Linked DNA regions of Capsicum annuum: region 2 is linked to region 1. Evidence: chromatin contacts called from public Hi-C data. All regions are on one chromosome and are shown on one strand. Each heading gives the region's core, a stretch centred on a gene start, on an enhancer-like site or on the middle of the called end of the contact. The rest is flanking DNA. Distances are from core to core; before and after follow the strand shown.

Region 1 (3,752 bases), core at 1,008-3,507:
CAAGCTACTAAAGATACCTTTAAACCTCCCCTTCCAACCCCACTGAACTCCTTCAGTCCATCTCATCCCCCTCACACCCCCTCCCTCCAAATCATATACCAAAGGCCCTCTTTAAATTTAGAGATGCAAGGTTTGATTACTCAAAAGTTTTTCAAACTCATGCATCACGAATTACCCATGTGAAACACCAAATAACGAACTCTACGACAATGACTGTAGGAAGTGAATAAAAGGAGGAAGGGAGATAGGATATTTCCTTATGTTTTCTTAGGAGTAAAGGAATCTGGAGTAAAACTGAAGTAGTATGCTTCCCTTCAATATAAGTTTTTTTCAATCCCCAACATTAGAAGAGGAAGAAGAAGTAAATCTTGTGCTTCCTACTTTATCTATTCTATACAACCAGAGTTGAAGATTAATACTTCCTGAAGTGGAAGTAGATTAGCAAGTTCACCTCCAACCCCCTTCCTACGTCTTTCTCCCCCTTTCCGGAAGCAACATAAAAATAAATACCAATCTTTTGGGTAGCCACTCTTTGCTAATGAAAATACACACAAAACTGCTTTTTAGCACAAGATAACCCCCTTATAAGCATAATTCCAACAAAACAAAGCTTAAACAAAGCAATAGGAAAAGTAAAGACAATTCCGGAAAAATGGAACATGAAAAACTATCCAGCATCCCATGTTAATGACGATATCCACTTTGGTAATCTTATATACCAAGAAAGATTACTCCTAAGCTAACTATCACATTTTTCCAAGATAAGGTACATAGAGAACAATATTCTACCAACTATTGATTGCATAAACAGAGTGAAAGTACACTTTTCTTGCCCCGAATTTCTCAAAGAATTTTACTAATTTCCTAAATAAGAAAAAAAATATAGAGAGGAAGATGAAGTTTGAAACAGTATGATAAATGTTGGTTATTTCTCACCCTAATCTGATCTATCTAATTATTCCAATTTTATTTCCTGAAAAAGTTTCACCTATTATGTCTTGCAAGCATGGTATCAACCCAAATCATATACCGAATATCTAAATTGACAGGTCACAAATAATCATGATAGAATCAGCCTTCAACTACTCTTCGAACCATAATTTGGAAGATCAAACACCAAAACACTCGATAAAGGAATAAAGAGAAACTCATGTTTCTTATTCACTTTCCTAGACACCTGATTCCTTCCCTCCGCCCACCTACCTTCTTCTCCTCCATCTAAAAAGAGAAAAGTTCTTAACTTTCTCCTCCCTCCTCTTGCAGGAAAAAACCCCTTCCTCCAATTCCTTTTCCCTTTTTGGGTGTCCTTTAAGAAGGTAAGCCAGGTGTACTAATGCTCCAGCTATGCGCGGGGTACGAGAAAAGGCCGTACCACAGGTGTCAAGTGTACGCAATCTTACCTGCATTTCTGCAAGAAGCTGTTTACACTGCTTGAACCGTTAAGAGTGACTAAAATATAGAAATAGCAGTTAAAATGTTTCAATAGCAGGTATCCCATTGAATTAGTCAAGGTGTGACCCGACACCAGGGTAATCAAAAAAGGTAAAGGAATCACAATTTTCAGAAAAAGGTCAATCACAATAAATAATGTGTTCAACAAACAACTAAAGACCCATCACACACACAATCAATCACTTTAACATCCCTCAATTCACACAAATTTGAACAAAACACATAACAAATAAACTTCACTAAAACCATCAAATAAAATAGCAACAAAAAGTTATTGTAAAAGAATCAGTATACATACCCCATACAAGCCAGAAAATGACTGACCCAAGCACTGAAAGAACTGTACAACATCATATATCTAAACATACAATAATTATTATCCAATTCCTCTTCAAAGCTCCAAAATTAAACCAGATCACAAAACCCGGAGCATAAAAATCCAATCTTTTTTCCTTTCCCTAAAAAAAAAAAAAAAAAAGAAGTATTAACAAAAGAAAAATCCTTCTCAGTTTTCAAGAATCTGATTAAGAAAAAAAAGAGAAAAAGACATTTTATATGGATACAAATTAAATATAACACAGTTATTAATGGTAGAATTAATGGAATTGAAACTGAACTCCAAAAGGGTGTTTTGTATAACCTGAAAGAAAAAAATGAGGGGGGCTTTTCTCTCTGTTTTTCTCTCTCTGCTTTATCTGTGGGTTTGGTACTTTGTTTTCTATAGTGGGACTTAGGAAGTGAAGTGGGCAACAGTTTGGGGTCTTCTCGGTTGAATTATCTTTCATCTTTTATGTGTACAATTGTCATATGTGCTTCGTGTATCGTGGGTAATAATTTTGGCACGGTCTCCATTAAAATAGAAGGTTATTAAATAGTTCAATTTAATTTTTTATTTTTTTTTATGAAATTAGATTTGGTGGAAGTTTGGAAGCATATTAGGCATTTTGACTCATTTTAGATCAGACTTAAGTTTGATGGGTGTTTGAAAATAAATTAGGTAATTTAATTCTGTTTTTAGTTAGATTAAGCTTAATGAAAATCTAGAAGCATCGTGTATATGATAATATTGTCCTTATACGTGTAGTTTCTTGATTTTCATGTCAATTTTCATAATATTTTATCTGGTTTTATTGATTTTTTTTTAAAAAAATTCTACATTACTTTTTTTATTAATTGATACATTTTCTTCCCTATCATTCTTTATATAAATATTTTAATTTAATGCACATAAATGAAGATCTTTTCGAAACAATAGTTCTACCTTAATAAGATTAAAAGAAAATATGTGTACCCTATACCATCGACCTCACTCGTGGAATAAGGCATATTGTTGTAAACTAATGTGGTTACTAGTTGTGTACAATTTTTAGAATCCAGATTCAAGAATCTCATTGGGCAACGTGAATGTGATGCTTAACCGTATTTGGTGGAATTCGGAGCCGAAAGTACTCTTTTCTTTATCAAAAATATTAAAGGACACTTGATTTTGAAAAAAAATAAAAGGGACAAAACATGGTAGGTCCACTGACTTGTAAATCATCTGGCCCACAGCGATTTGTAAGTCGCCTGGGCCACAGCGACTTACAAGTCATCGAGCCACCAACGACTTGCATGGTAAACATTACAATCTCATTTTGAGGGATATGTAAAAAACATCAAATTATTTCTATTATACTAATTCCATCCAATTCTCAGTAGGATTAATGATAATATTTAACAATAAAATAAGAACAACTATAGTCACCTTAAATTCTGGACAATAATGTTATCTATAATAAAAATATAATATATTATTATTATTATTACTATTATTATTATTATTATTATTATAATAATAATAATAATAATAATATATTAAAGGTGTGAAGGGCTTTAGAAATGTTGTTTGAATTTTTAGTTCTTTCTTAAAAGTTCTTCCTTTAGATAAAATCGTATTTTCACTATTTTCCTAATATTTAAGAGTTAAAAATTAACTAAATATATTTATGATAAAATCTTTCATCAGAATTTCAATATTTTTTCATAATTTAAGAGTTAAAAATTAATTAATATATTTATCGTTAAAACTTTCATTATTAGAAGTCATCAAAATTAATGACAACTGTTTTTTTTTAATTAATTTAAGAATTCTAAATCAAGTAAATTTGAGAAGATTTGGAAAATCTAGAAATAAATATAAAACCTTTTTTAAAAAAAAATTAAGAAGTACCAAATTTTTAAAGTTTTATGTACGTAATAAGAATATAATCAATGATTTATAAAGATTTGACTTTAAAATAAGAAAAGATTTTAAATATAAA
Region 2 (3,640 bases), core at 1,067-3,566, 130 kb after region 1:
TATAAATTTTATTGGAACTTCAATAGAGATTCAAAAGGTAATTGATTACCTAAAGAAAGAATTTAAGATGAAAGATCTTGGAAAGACAAAATTATACTTTGGTTTGCAAATTGAGCATTTGATAAACGATATCTTTGTCCATCAATCTGCCTACACAAAAAGGTATTGAAAAGGTTTTATATGAATGAAGCACATCTATCAAGTACTACAATACTTGTTCGATTACTTGATGTGAATAAGGATCAATTCCGACCTCAAGAAAAGAATGAGGAACTCTTTGGTCCTAAAGTACCATATCTCAGTGTAATTAATGCACTAATGTATCTTGCAAATACTACAAGGCCTGGTATAGTCTTTTCAATTAATTTATTAGCAATGTATAGTTTTGTTCCTATAGGAAACACTAGAATAAGATCAAACACATATTACGGTACCTAAAGAGAATTATCAATATGGGCTTATTTTATTCTAAAAATTGCAGTTTCGATTTTGTTGGTTATGCTGATATTGGGTACTTATCTGACCCACGTAAAGCTCGATCTCAGACAGGCTATATGTTCATATGTAGGGTTACTGTCATATCTTTGAGATCAACAAAGCAGTTTATAATAGTCACCGCATCGAACCATGTTGAGATAATAGTTATTCATGAAGTAAGCCGGGAGTGTGTATGATTGAGGTTCATGATACATCTCATTTGAGAAAAATGTGATTCGAAATGTGACAAAGTATCCACAATTTTATATGAAAATAATACAGCATGCATAACGCAACTAAGGGGAGGATTTATAAAAGGAGATTGAACAAAGTACATTTCGTCAAAACGTTTCTACAAATATGAGCTCCATAAAAATGGTGATATCAACGTACGATAGATTCATTCAAGTGACAATATTTTTTATTTATTCATCAAGTCTCTACCAACTGCAACTTTCAAGAAGATGGTGCTCAAGATCGGAATGCGAAAATTCAAGTCATTGAATTGAAATTTCCATCAGGAGGAGTAAAATACGTGTTGTACTCTTTTTTTCTTAACCAAAGTTTTGTCCCAAATGATTTTTTTGAGAAAGTTGTCCCAACTGATTTTCCTATAAGGTTTTTAATGAGGTAGCACTAAAGGCGTATTACAAAATGTGTGCATTCTTTTTTCTTCACTGGATTTTCTCATTGGATTTTCCTAGTAAAGTTTTAACGAGACATATTATCTATTAATGGACATCCAAGGGAGGAGTGTTATATAATATGAATGTCATGTGACATATATATGTGTGAAATGTCATTACTTAGAGATAATAGTTAGTATTCAAATTGAATTTAAATACCAAGAAGTACTTATTCAAGTTGAATTTGAAAACCAAAATTACTTGTTCAATTCGAATTTGAATACCTGAAATGGTTGGTCAAGTTGTCAACTTGATGTCAAGCTTAGCAACCTTAGGGACCAAGTTTGGGAATCTATAAATAGCCACCCTTTGTACATTTTTATCGATATATCAAAGTAGTAAAATAAAAGCATTACTATAATTCTCTCCTTTGTTTAAACTTTGATATTGATATTTTATCTTTATTTGTATAATATGACACAATTATTAAAAGTATAGTTCAGATACCACTGTAAAAGCAAATCCATCTTTATTCTACATGCAACTAGGGCTATGCCCTTGGATAAACAAGGGCTATGCCCTTGGATAAACATTTAAAAGATAGCTGATACACTAAAACTCCCGCTATACTCAAGGTCAGTGAAAGGGCCCGACCAGAAATATACGCTTTCTGATTTGACAAGAAAATAACATCCATAAACTGGTTCCGTGATCCAACATGTCACATTGTATCTTCGCTTCCATCGAATAGCTCAAGTCCTAGCAACCTACTTTAACAATAACTCATCGATCTTTTTTCTATTTCTAACGGACCAATCAAATAAATGATGGTGAACAAAACTGAATTTCCATAGGAAAAGAAACAAATTTGAAATTCATCCTCTTTTTCTCTTCTCCGACGGATTAGTCACTCTCACGGTTAAGACTGGAAAGCATGACATTTGCCTCGATATTAACTACAAGAAAACAAAGGTACTAGAATACTTGTAGCTCATTGTAATTATACTAGCACACATGACAATGTGTTCAAGGTTATGAAGGGGCAAGAGAAATAACAGCAGCAAGCAAAGCTGACCAAAGTTCAAGAAAACATCAATTTTAGGAGCACCTATAGTGTTGACACTCTTTGCGACAAAACTTCTACTGCTTACTGTCCATCCTTGAATAGAATGGAAGCTATCCCCCTTTTCCACCAAGGTGTCACAGTTGCCTCGACCTTACCAGCAACGAGAGAGCGAATACCTTCGGTAACTGAAGTATCCTGCTTGACCCTTGTCATTACAGGCCTGAAGAGGTATCAGCAACAAGTCTTAATAGTCTGGTAGAAATTTTTACTTATAACAACCTATTAACATGGAATACATATACCATTACTCACATCCAAGAATTACATATCAAAGCAAGACAACAACAACAGTGTAATACCACAAGTGGGGTCCGGGAGGGTAGTGTGTATGCAAACCTTACCGCTACCCGGGAAGGTAGAGAGGTTGTTTCTGATAGACCCTCAACATACATCAAAGCAAGACAACAACAAAAATTTAAAAGTTTAATTCTTGCCATGAAAAAAAAAAATTAAGGACAACTAATGGCAGCAATGTTACAGCTTTTCAAGTTCTCTTTTTCTTCGAACAACTAAGGAATTACAGCTTTTGGCTCATAAATTTTTTCTTTTTTGAAACCGGTAATATTGTATTCCTCAGCATTAAGGGAAGGGTATGTTGGCCACCTCCAGAAAGTATCAATTACAAACTTCCTATAAAATCTAAAATCAGGTCTACATCTTCTATACAAAGTTTTTAACACCAAAAGAGTAAGGATACCACACAGTTCCATTTAACCTTGTGTATTGAATTGGACCTATCTTCAAAATATCTACCATTTTTTTCCATCCATACTATCCATACTGACCACCAGATACATGATGGTATTAGTCTCGACCATCTTTTGGCGCATAAATATGGTGTACACTATTGGCATGTCCAATTTTAATACAACAACCCTCTCCTCTCAACTTCTAAGTTACTCGGACTCTTCACTTTTGGTGTCGCACCAGTGTCGACACGACATATGTGTAGGTGTAGGTGTGGGTGTGGGATCCGTACCGGATCTGGTCAACCGAGTTTGGATACTTTGACCAAAATCAACTACGAAAGTCCGAACAGATTTAAGGAATTTTGTAATCAAAACAAAAGCTAAGGTGAAATTGAAGAAAAAGGAATACCTTGTTTGTAGAAATTTCTATGTTATTGTTTTTCTTTTTATCTCCTTTCATGATTTTCTTCTTGAACAATAGTTTCTGCTCAAGTTTTCCACAGAGTGTGCTGGTATGAAGGAAAACATTTTCTGGAAAATGTTTTTCAGTTCTCATGTTTGGTTGGCTTAAATATTTTTAAGAAAATGATTTTCAAATCAACTTATTTTCCTCAGGAAAATGACTTCCCTTCAAAAAGTAAGAAAAACATTTTTCAAAACTCTCTTTCAATCTCACTCTCAAGTAGAAATGTTCATACAACTCTCAAAATCACTCACCCCTA

The links. A called contact is a pair of places that touch in the nucleus more often than the background predicts.
Region 2: a contact with region 1 is called in a Hi-C map of leaf, with 2.6 times the contacts expected there. The contact joins the enhancer-like site here to the promoter of LOC107867793 in region 1. A contact is called at or near these places in 3 of 5 Hi-C or Micro-C datasets (bud, leaf and placenta).

Annotation. Positions count from the first base shown.
Region 1 is chr7:33,663,102-33,666,853 of UCD10Xv1.1, forward strand. It overlaps LOC107867793, which reads right to left and starts at 2,258. Exons shown (of 6, transcript XM_016714206.2): 1 at 2,093-2,258; 2 at 1,751-1,910. The coding sequence starts at 1,818.
Region 2 is chr7:33,791,730-33,795,369 of UCD10Xv1.1, forward strand. No RefSeq gene overlaps it. Among protein-coding and RNA genes, the nearest start is that of LOC124885561, 9.7 kb to the left of the region's middle. Within about 2 kb of position 2,317, at least 2 of the 5 cell types and tissues checked have an H3K27ac peak or open chromatin away from gene starts, as enhancers often do. A contact at or near this core is called in leaf, where this site is marked.